3 separate regions of the Mus musculus genome follow, and all the other regions are linked to region 3. A link is a contact called in public Hi-C and HiChIP or PLAC-seq data. All regions are on one chromosome and are shown on one strand. The core of a region is the stretch at or near the end of the contact, and the rest is flanking DNA. Distances in the headings are between cores, read along the strand shown. Region 1 has its middle 8.6 kb from the start of Calcb. Region 2 overlaps Insc (INSC spindle orientation adaptor protein). Region 3 overlaps 4933406I18Rik (RIKEN cDNA 4933406I18 gene).

Region 1 (3,634 bases), core at 278-2,777, 390 kb before region 3:
TTCTGTGCCTACTCTATATGTGTTTCTTCACCACCTTAAAAGCCTTTCTCTCTTCAGTGGCTGACTCCATCTGCTCCTGTCTTCTGTGTTTAAGATTTCTCTTCTGCTACTTGCTGAGCTCAAGATTCTTCCTGCCTTTTAATTCTTTAACTGAAAGAGAAAATGAACCCAATCAAGAGCCCTAGATAGTAACAAAGATATTAGTCGAACTACGAGCAAAAGATCACATTTTATAACTGCTACCAATAGAACTTTCTTCAGCTAGAAAAGTGTTCTGTATCCAATCCAGGAGCCAGCAGTCACATGTCACTCTTTAGCACATTGCTAGTGTAACTGAGGGGCTAAATATTTTTATTTTTTATGGTGTTAATGAAGCTAAAAGTAAGTAGTGGCATGTAGATGGTGGCTAGCTTAATGGGCAGCATAATTCTTTCTATTGAATAGAGTTAAATACTCAGATGACAAGGTGAGACTACCTAGTAGTCAAAATCTGCCTCCCATATTTATTAGCAAGTAGCCACAGGCAGATCATTAAAACTTTCTGTAATTCCTGGTCTTCCTTTATAAAACAGGGATAATAATATTGCCTATTTTATAAGGCTGATATGGGGATCAAGTAAGGTATAAAGGTATTGCTTACAATAGTGTATAGCAAACAGCAAGTACTGCATAAATGCTAATCATTGTCTTGCTTTGCATTTATCCGGAAGCAAGTCATGAGACAAGAATTTAAAGATAAACCATTTGCATGGAAGTTGCACCAGTAAGGGTACAGGAAGTGAGGAAAGAAAGGAAGACGAGCATTACAGAGAAGTAATGAGCAGATTACTGCTACAGGCAATTGGTGCTTAATCCCTGGGATATCCCTTGGGCCACAGTAAAAAACATGTCTCATATTTGCTCCACCCATGCAATACATTATTTATCTACTAATTCCTGCCCCAGCATATTTAACCATCCTACGTGGCCAAACTTCTGTGGCCAGAGAAAATCCCCACCTGTACAGGTAATTTAGGTGCTTTTAGGGTGAGCCGTGATGTAGGTGGCAATCATAAACACTGGCACAGCACCAAGACAGTCTTCCATAGCTCATATAATATCAAACAATGCATTTGCCGTGGCTGACTCACCCTACAAATAGGAAGGATTAAGTTTCCATCCATAATATACTATGAAAGATGAGTCATTAGGCTTGTGACAGGCTGCTGTGGTTTCTCCCCAGTGTCAAGGTCTTTCAATGGCCTCTTAATCCTAGACCCAGTTCCCTTCAGTACCTCTTGGATCAACAAGCAAATTAAGACCTTCTATTCTCCCACAACAATAAATCAAGCCCACTCAGAGGCTTTTGGTTCCAAGGGAAATAGAAAGGACATACAGTCCAAATACTTAATCAGGGTGGGTATCTGTGATGCTTCAAACAAGAATAGGCCTCATAATTTTATATATTTGACTATGTGATCCCCAGTTAGTGGGGAAGAAGGAAGTGTGTCACTAGGGTTGGACTTCAAGGTTTCAAAAGACTCATGCCACTCCCAGATAGCTCTCTCTGCCTTGTGAATTAAGATGCAAGCTCTTAAGCTACTGCTCCAGTGCCATGTCTGCAGCCTGCTGTCATGTTCCCCATCATGATGATCATGGACTCTAACTGTAGCCCCAAACAAACTCTTCTGTAATGTGCTTTGGACATGGTACCTTATCATAGCAGTAAAAAGTATATAAAACAGAATGCTAATCCCAATTTATTGGTATTCATGAACAAATCTATTATTTCTTATTGGATAGACCCTATTTTCTGAAACCTTGCATTTTAAAAGTCTTCCTTTGGCCAAGAAATATAGTTATAATGGGTTTATTTAATGTGTATCTTCTTCAATGGACTATCTTCTTTTGTGTTAGAATTGAGGTTTTTTTTTCCTTTGAGTTAAAATTGAGTTTTTACAATTACTGCTAAAAGAATGGATGGTTGTGACACATATATGTGTGGCCTTTCACAATACATTTATAAAACATTGTACTAATCTTGATACTTAGTTGAATATATCAGAATCTTCTAAGCTAATTCAAATAGGACAAGATTGTGTATAAGATATTGGGTGGAGCTTTGTTCTAATTGTACCATTTTGTCAGAATAGCTGAGAATGGGAAATTTCAAAAGAAGCAAGAATAGCCTTGGAAGCATAAAAGCAAGGCTGGAGAGGTCTATCTTACTGAGTCATCAGATTGCAAAAGGAAAAATAGCAAGAGAACTGATCACTTTGGAAAGCCTCTTTTACAAGAAACATAGTCCTGCTAGTAAAGAAAGAACCCTCATTGGGCCAGCAAGATGGCTCAGCAGATAAAGGCCATCAATTCTAATAACCTAAGTTAGACTTCCAGGACCCATAGGGTGGAAAGAAAGATCGAATTCTTGTAGGTTGTCCTCGAACAATTGCACTCACACTGTGGCACACATATATACAAACACACACACACACACACACACACACACACACACACACACACACACACACACACACACAAACACACACACCATAATTCTAATTTTAAAAAAGCCCTCATGGCCTAATTACCTCTTAGTAACTCTATCTTTTAATACCATTTTGAAGACAAGACCTGAATCTTGTATGGGACAAATTTAAACTATGCCAGTTTCCTGGCAGGAATCATGTCTGGATGGTATATAACCAGGAATAATGTTTTCAGGAGAAACCAAACTCATTATGAAAATGCTGTAGTAAGAAGTCCTCTGGAATCATCTAAAGCAATTTCAGCCCTCAGCCCTCAGTAGCTTTGGGGTATGCAGAACCTGTAGCCTCCTGTGATAAAACTGCCACCATCAAGTGCTCACCTCCTCCTCCATGAATGCCTCTGACTGTATGACCCTACATTTTCACCCATGACTCTAGCTGGAATAAAAGAAAAACCCAGGAAAATATGTTTTTACTTTCCTAACCTTCATAAAAAGGCCTATCGGATGCTTTTGGATGTGCATTGAACATGCCACACACTGCTTCATTGGCTGTTTAATAATTATCTTAAGCATACGCTAAAAATAATTTTTCCTATCCAAATATGTTCCTGACTTCTACACATCTTAGCATAGAACACAACTGATATTTCCCTTTCCTTCCTCTCTATCTACGCAGAAGACCCTAATAACTCTACTCTTCTCAGTCCTCAAACACATTCCAAATTCTTACTTTTTCCTCATCTCTACTTGGGACCCAGACTAAGGCACTGTTTTAGTCACTGTTCTATTACTGTGAAGCGACATTGTGACTATGGCAACTCTTATGAAAGAAAGCAATTAATTGGGAGCTTTCTTACAGCTTCAGAGATTTAGTCCAACTATTATCATGTTGGGGAAGATGGTGGTATGTAGGCAGATGCTGGACCAGTAGCTGAGCACTACATCCTCATCTGTAGGGGGAGGGGAGGAAGACAGGGCCTGACATGGTCTTTTTAAACCTCTAAGCCCAAACCCCAGTGACTTACTTCCTCCAACAAGGCCACACCTCCTAATCATTCTAATCCTTCTTAAATAGTGCCCCTTCCCAATGACTAAGCATTCAAACATATGCGCCTATGAGGCCAATTTTTATTCAAACCTCCACAGCCACCATCACCTTCTGCG
Region 2 (3,699 bases), core at 168-2,667, 450 kb before region 3:
CATGGGATAAAGACTTATCTGTGTTTCCAGTCTTTTTCTTTACAGAAAGATTTGTTACTGAGCTGATGGAAACATCACATTCTGGTGTCTTTAGCTGTGAAACCATCTGTGCATGTCCTCAGAGCCCCTCCTATCACTGCCTTTATTCAGAGAGAAGCTGGACAAAATGGATTTCCTAGAATGGGATGGTTACTGCTGCTGGCCAGCTTGTCTGGTTCTCAACCTTCCTCACGCTGTAACATTCAGTTCCTCGTGTTGTGGGGACCACCAACAGCTACATTATTTTATTGCTACTCCATAACTGTAATTTTTCTGCTGTTTTGAATCTGATATGCAGAGTATCTTATAGGCAACCCCAAGATGGATGGACTGCAACCCACAGGTTGAGAACCACTGGTAGAGTGTCCTAGGAGACCAACCTCTCCCCATGGCTATGGGCAAATTTCTAGATGGAATTGATTGATCTAGGAAGACACACCAAAAACATAAGCAGTAGTATCCTGTGGGTTTGAAGGAAACAGAGAAAGCAAGCTGAGTATCATTATTTATCTCACTTGTTCTCAACCTGTGGGTCACAGCCCTTCCAGGGCAAAACTACCATTCTACAGGGGTTAAAGACCATTGAAAACACAGATTTACATTACAATTCATAAGAGTAACAAAATTACAGTTACAAAGAAGTAATGGAAATAACATCATGGTTGGGGGGGAGCACAACCCAAGGAACTGTATTAAAGGGTCTTGGAACTGCAAGGTTGAAGACCACTGCTCTGGTCCTATCTGCTTCCTAGCTATGGACACAATATGATCAACTACTTCATGTTCCTGCTAACCTGTCTTCCCCTTCCACGGTCAGCACCCTCAAACTGTGACCCAAAATAAACCCTTTCTTCTTTAAGCTGGTTTTTATTGTTGTTTGTTTGTTTGTTGTCTCAGTAATGAGGAAGTAACTGATGCAAAGCATGGTTCTCTCAACAGGCATCACTCTTGAAACAGAAGAGGTCACAGGGCTGTACTGAGGCAGCATGGGCAGTGAGCTCTTACATGCTGAACACACAAGGAAGACAGAACATCTCCCTGGCTGGTCAGAATGGAAAGACTCCAGTCAGAGAGTGGCTGGTGGCTTCTGAAAATCCTTGCTTTGAGTTTACTCTTTCCCCTGAACTTCACTTTGCCTGCTGTGAAGTAGCGGAGCGGTCCCAGCCTACTGGCGTCTGTATTACTCTCCAGTGACAGAGCAAGGTGGAACCTAAAGTCCTAGTCACCTCGACCCATGAACCCGCTCTGATTCCAAAGCTCCCTGTGAGGTGAGATGAGCTGCCACCACAGAGCCAGCATCGAGATCCTGTTTAAGCATGCTCCCTCACACAAACACTGACCTCCACGGGGCTTCCCAACATCTATCCTGAACTTTGACCGCCACCTCAAAGGCTGCTTCATGGAGATAATAGTGATTGCATAGCCACGGTGAAAGCTCCAGGAGCAGCAACATCCTGTGTATGTAAGCCAATGAGGTGAGGGGGCGTGGATAAGGCCAGCCCTTGATCCAGCTATGAGGACTATAGTGCAGTTCACCACTAGAGAGGCCTCTGCGGCAAGTAATAGTAGTCTCTGCTACTGTCTCCCAACAATATAGTATCCAACTGAACAAACTAAACACTTCTAATATTCTGTAAGCATGAACTAGCTTTCTCTATGAGCAAAGTACAGCCTAGAACATGCATGATGGGTCCAGGCCCAGTGTTTTGTTTCACTTTGTTTCGTTATCTCCCAGTATTTTCTTATCTTTCTGTTTTAGTTTTTGTGTTTCTATTTCAAGATAGAGTTTCTTTTTGTAATCCTGGCTGTCCTGGAACTCGCTCTGTAGACCAGGCTGGCCGCAAACCCAGAGATCCACCTGCCTCAGGCTCCCAAGTGCTGGGATTAAAAGCATGTACCACCACGCCCAGTTATCACCCAGTACGTTCAATTAGCTTTGCAATGCTAGGTTAATAATATGCAAAAGCAAACACGCCTCTCTGTCTCTTGGACTGAATTACTACCCCATCAAAAATACAACACTCTAACCTCTTGCACAGCTCACAGCTCTTATGCCCAGTCCGAATGCCTGGAGTTCCCAAGGTGCCTGCTGGATAAGGCAAGCTAGATTCCTATATCCATGTTCATGCAATCTAACTTCTGCTTCCCCTTAAAACCTCTGAGAGCACTGGAAGCTGCAGAAAGGAAAAGAAAGGTCAGGGTGTAACCAAAGAGACATAAAGGCTAGCAAGATTTGACCTGACCATTCCTTTTATTCTATTCCTCATCTGAAGGAAATAACCAATTGAAGAGTTCCTGTGTGCCAGCAGGCTTTACCTTGCATCCTGTGTGTGTGTGTGTGTGTGTGTGTGTGTGTGTGTGTGTGTGTGTGTGTGTGTGTGAGACAGATAGACAGACACACAGAGAAAGAGATACAGAGACACACAGAGAAAGAATTTATATTTAAAAAAAACCCCGCTGATATAAGTATAAATTGTTCACGGTTCACAGATAAAGAAACTGAAGTTCGGTTATGGCCAAGAGCAGAATTAAGCTAGGGCAGTCTGGCCTCCTCTTCACTGTCCCAACCACTTCTCCAGCCCTGGAACAGGCTTTGTCTGAGCAGCTCAGGACCACATTGCCAGAAGTGCTGGTGTTTCACAACCCAATTTAATGTCACACAGGGCCAGGATGGGCAGATCAGCAGCAAGTAGACTGTACCCTCCCTACCAGGGCTTTACCAACTGTTTCAGGTTTAAATTCTGTCACCCACTAATGGGGGAGAAGGTCAGAAGAGAGGATCCCAGAAGAATTCTCTAACAATACCTAGACAGAGTAATCCTGGCATTAGCAGACATTTGTTAAATAGTAGTCTCTTACTTAGCTCTGATATGTTGCGTGTATTTATTTGCCTAGCCCTATACCAACCCTGCATGGTATGTATGGTCATTATATCCATCTTAAACATGAAGGGACTGGAGGACAGATGGGGCTCCAGAATTTTCACCAGCCACATGGTGAATAAGAAGTTAAAGCCAGGTAGCCACATACCATAGATGGCCATACTTGATCATCTTAGGAAAGCTCTACCACCAGCTACCTGAAGCCGAAGCAGCCACATCTCTCAGGCAGTCTGACAGCTATGTCTTACCAAGTCTGAGTTTCACCATATGGACTACAAACAAAGATATGACTTTTTATCATTTGCCTCTGGATGTACAGAAAACTTTAAGTTACACTTCTAATGGTGTTCTGTGTCCTAGGGAACATGCAAGAACTGTGTGTCAACTCCCTATACCTCTTCTAATGATGGCTTTAGGAGAGCCAAAGAGAGAGGGATTGACTCCACCCCACTAGAGAGTTTTAGCAAACAATTCATTCCTTTTCTTTTCTTCTCTTCTCTTTTCTTTTCTTTTCTTTTCTTTTCTTTTCTTTTCTTTTCTTTTCTTTTTTGAGACAGAGTTTCCCTGTGTAGCCTTGGCTGCCCTGGAATTCACTCTGTAGACCAGGCTGGACTTGCACTCAGAGATCCTCCTGCCTCTGCCTCCCAAGGGATCAAAAGTGTACACAGCCACCACCTGGATTGTCCTTTTATTTTAAAGAGTCACGTTATCTTCTGTGTACCCACATATCAACCATTATCTATTAATACATCTATCTATACAACACACACACACACAC
Region 3 (3,499 bases), core at 64-2,563:
TTTTCTAACCTTCAGTTCTTGGATCAACAGGAAGTAAAGCCTGGGGAGAAGGTGACAGGGATCAATCAGCTGAGCTGAGGGGTTTGAAAATGTGACAGTTCCAGAAATGCAACTGTAATTCAGTTAATCATTTAAAAGATACAACGGATGCTCCAAAGAACTGACCCCCATACTGTTACTTCTATAAACCTTTCCCTACTCCATCTATATTAAGTCTTACCCTAGAGGCTCCTGAATGAAGCCAGAAACACCAGCATGTGCTCCCTTGTCATGAGACCCCAGCTTAGCTCAATACAGTTGACAACTGAAGGTGAAACCGTGCCCAGATGCAAAGAGTTTGAAAAGGACCAAAGGCCAGTCACAGAAGAGCTGTATCATGGTGAGATCCGAAAGGAAGTAGCCCAGTTAACAGCAGAAAGCATAATATGCAGAAGACCAGGAGTACCATGGGAAGGGAAACACAAGACAGAAAGAGACTTGTGAGGCTAGGGGCCTCAAGGTCATCCATCCTACTTGGCGGCTTGCCCTATGGTGCTTAGGTACATAGGCAGGAGTGAGGAAGTACAGAATGGGACAGTTAGAAGCAAGAGGACGGGGAGAAGAGGAAAGGAGGAAAGACAGTTGTACCCTCTGACATGGAAGGCCATGTTTTATTTGTCACTGGTACTCCCAACAAAGTTAAAGGGATCACTGATCCCAGAAGCCAAAAGGTAAACCTGTCCCTCCAAAGCTCCTGGCTTTGGCAAAGGAAGAAAGAAAAGGAAGGAGGGAGGAAGAAGGAGCCCATCCAAGCCAGATCATCACACGCCACACATAAGTCGATGCTTACTTTGATGGCCCTGAACCTTCCAGAAAAGGTAAAAGCTGCTATCTTCAATCTTAGGCATAAGGGATATATATACCCTTTCGAATAGCACAGTCTTTGTCTTGGTTTGTTCTTAATGAGGTCTTGTTGTCCCTGGAGTGCCACCTCCACCTGTGTATGATCACCTCACATCCTACAGTCTCCATAAATCTAGACAGTGGTGGCATGTGTCAGAGGCTCAGTATGGCTTTGACTCTGGATGTCTATCTCTACTTCTCCCAGCTGTGGCAGCTTTCTTCTCCTCTCTCCCTTACTCTGCTGTTGGTAAGGAGTTCCAGCACTTTATCTAATATGGAAACTGAGAGAACTTTCAAGGAGGGAAGGAATGTAATGGGCTAGCATAAACTCTCAACCCAGTTCACTGTGTCTAAATGCTCAGTCCCTGGAATTGACCCTTCTGGGCACTGCTTCTGTAGGGTAAAAGGGCTTATAGGTTGAGAACACAGCCCTAGCTAAGGTCATGTGGACCAAGAGACGAGTGTCACCACAGCAAGAGACTGCTATTTCCAGAAATAAGACTGTACAAAAAAAAAAAAAAAAAAAAGGTCAGATACCTGCCTCTGTCAGGTTTACACAGGTAGAAGTAAAAGCAGAGGACTGAGTCCATGTGTGTCTACATTCAGTTTTTCTTTCCTACTGTTATATCTCCTTTGCTAGGGAATACATTTAAAATCACTGTCAGACTCCTGGTTTCTATCTCTGCCCTCTCTGCTAACCAGGCTTTTACCCCCAGCCTAGAGTCCACTTGGGTGGAAATGCACCCTATAATGAACCCGGAGTTAATCATCTGCAGGTTTCCCCTGATAAGTCACAGTATGTTTGCTGTGCTCCTTCCAAGAGTCAACAGCAGCTGCAGGGATGTGCCCACAGTGGCCTATGGCATGCTGAGTGCTGGTCCAGATGGGAGGCCATGTGCTGGGGGAGTACTTGTGGCTGAATACTACTATCTGGAATGCCTCCGTTGCCCTGAAGGTGCTTGTCTGGGACTGCAATGGACACAGCTTAGAGATGCCAAAAACTGAGCCAAAATTCACTGGGCGTACAAATGCCCTGACGTCAATGGAATTTACTCATAATTTAGGCCTCATGTGTGATGTACTGTCTGAACCAAATGATCTGTCAAAACAATCAGGGAGTAAGAGGAAAGGACTGAACAGGGAGAGGGAACAGGAGGAGAAAAAGGAGAAGTGACAGAGAGGAGGAGGCTAGAACACAGCAGGAGCTGTGCTGGTACAGGCACATTTGGCTCCTGGGGCCAACGGTCCCTGTAAGTTTATTAGAGCATCAGTGCCAAGTAAAACATGGCCTTTTACGGCACTGAATTACGTGAGTGCAGAGCTGTTAAAATCAGTGTAGCAAAAATCCAGCTGGCTTTGGCCAGCGCCACAAAGTACAAAATGATAATCGTACACACTGCCAGCACCTACCTGAGTTTCCCAGATGTGGTGGCCAGGACAGACTTGCTGGGATATACATCTCCACTCTTTAAAGCAAGGAATCTGCACTCAAGCAGTGAACACCTGCCAATATTATCACTCTGTTCAGAAGAGAATTTATTATGAAGTGCACAGAATTTCAGCCTTAGATTCCTTCCCTTGCCTGGATGCCTGGAGTCATAAAATGTTCAAGTGTGGTAAAGAAACAGATTTTAGTCACCAAGAGTGAGTATGCTAGCATTTCTGGGAAACTGCCTAACTAGATCTAAGGAGAAAATAACCCAAATCTTCACAATTCTTCTGATCACTTGTTATGATTTATTTTTTGATTCTAAACAAAATCCATATTTATAGCTATTTTTAAACCTTTAAATTATTCTTATTGGAAACAAAAAAATTATTAAATTTCAAATTCTACAAAATCTAATTCTATCCCTATCTGCCCCTACTGCCTTCTTCCCTGGTAACTACATCTTGATTTTCATTTGTGGAAAGGTCTAGTCTATCCAGCCAGTAGTAGACACATGATCCAGGCCTGTCCAATCAGGGAGACTGTAACTGGTTCAGAAATAAACGCACGATTCGATTTGTGGTAGTGAGAATCAGGGCCAAAGTTTTTGCCAGATCTTCTACCAGGTTCCAATTAAAAATCTTGGGAATGCAAGTCTGACCCTGCCAACAGACACCAGGAAGTTGCCTGAAAATACAAATAGCAAAGAAGGAATCTGAGCTGAGATAAAAAAGAAGCCAGGGCATGATTGGATCAATTTACACATGGCTCAGCTGGAAAACCACCTCACTCAGTGAAGCAGGCTGTTGGATGCTTTTCCAAAGACACTTAACAGGCACAAGCCAGACGTAACAGCTCACAAGACAGACACGGAGAAAAGCCTGAATGTGCCTTTTGAGGTAATTAAACAATGCTTCACTGCTCACTAGCTCCCTCCAGCCAAGTGCACAGCATGGAATTCAACACCACCACCACCACCCACCCACCCACCCACCCACCCACCCCAGTAGGCTTTGATGACTTGACAGGAAAACTTCTGACTTAATCAAAGGAAGACAGACCAGATACGACCATCAAGAGATTGATGACTTACAACAGAAACCAACTCAACCAGGCCCTCTGCTTTCTTCTTAAATTTTTTTAAAGATTCATTTATTTTTGTGTATGAGGGTTTTATCTGAATGTGTG

Evidence for each region. Hi-C and Micro-C count contacts between places; a contact is called where the count stands out from the background. HiChIP or PLAC-seq counts read pairs in DNA pulled down with a chosen protein or histone mark.
Region 1: a contact with region 3 is called in a FOXA1 HiChIP or PLAC-seq map of pancreatic cancer cells. The contact joins two enhancer-like sites. A contact is called at or near these places in 4 of 39 promoter capture datasets (cranial neural crest, embryonic stem cells and stem cell-derived epiblast-like cells) and 1 of 115 datasets of contacts at active chromatin or transcription factors (pancreatic cancer cells).
Region 2: a contact with region 3 is called in a Hi-C map of liver, with 2.5 times the contacts expected there. The contact joins two enhancer-like sites. A contact is called at or near these places in 1 of 484 Hi-C or Micro-C datasets (liver) and 1 of 9 other capture datasets (adipose tissue).

The regions. Positions count from the first base shown.
Region 1 is chr7:114,708,199-114,711,832 of GRCm38.p6, reverse strand. No RefSeq gene overlaps it. Among named protein-coding and RNA genes, the nearest start is that of Calcb, 8.6 kb to the left of the region's middle. Within about 2 kb of position 1,527, at least 23 of the 459 cell types and tissues checked have an H3K27ac peak or open chromatin away from gene starts, as enhancers often do. A contact at or near this core is called in pancreatic cancer cells, where this site is marked.
Region 2 is chr7:114,769,774-114,773,472 of GRCm38.p6, reverse strand. All of the region lies in intron 2 of Insc (INSC spindle orientation adaptor protein), which reads right to left. Among named protein-coding and RNA genes, the nearest start is that of Insc, 26 kb to the right of the region's middle. Within about 2 kb of position 1,417, at least 6 of the 459 cell types and tissues checked have an H3K27ac peak or open chromatin away from gene starts, as enhancers often do. A contact at or near this core is called in liver, where this site is marked.
Region 3 is chr7:114,321,530-114,325,028 of GRCm38.p6, reverse strand. All of the region lies in intron 1 of 4933406I18Rik (RIKEN cDNA 4933406I18 gene), which reads left to right. Among named protein-coding and RNA genes, the nearest start is that of Psma1, 47 kb to the right of the region's middle. Within about 2 kb of position 1,313, at least 80 of the 459 cell types and tissues checked have an H3K27ac peak or open chromatin away from gene starts, as enhancers often do. A contact at or near this core is called in liver and pancreatic cancer cells, where this site is marked.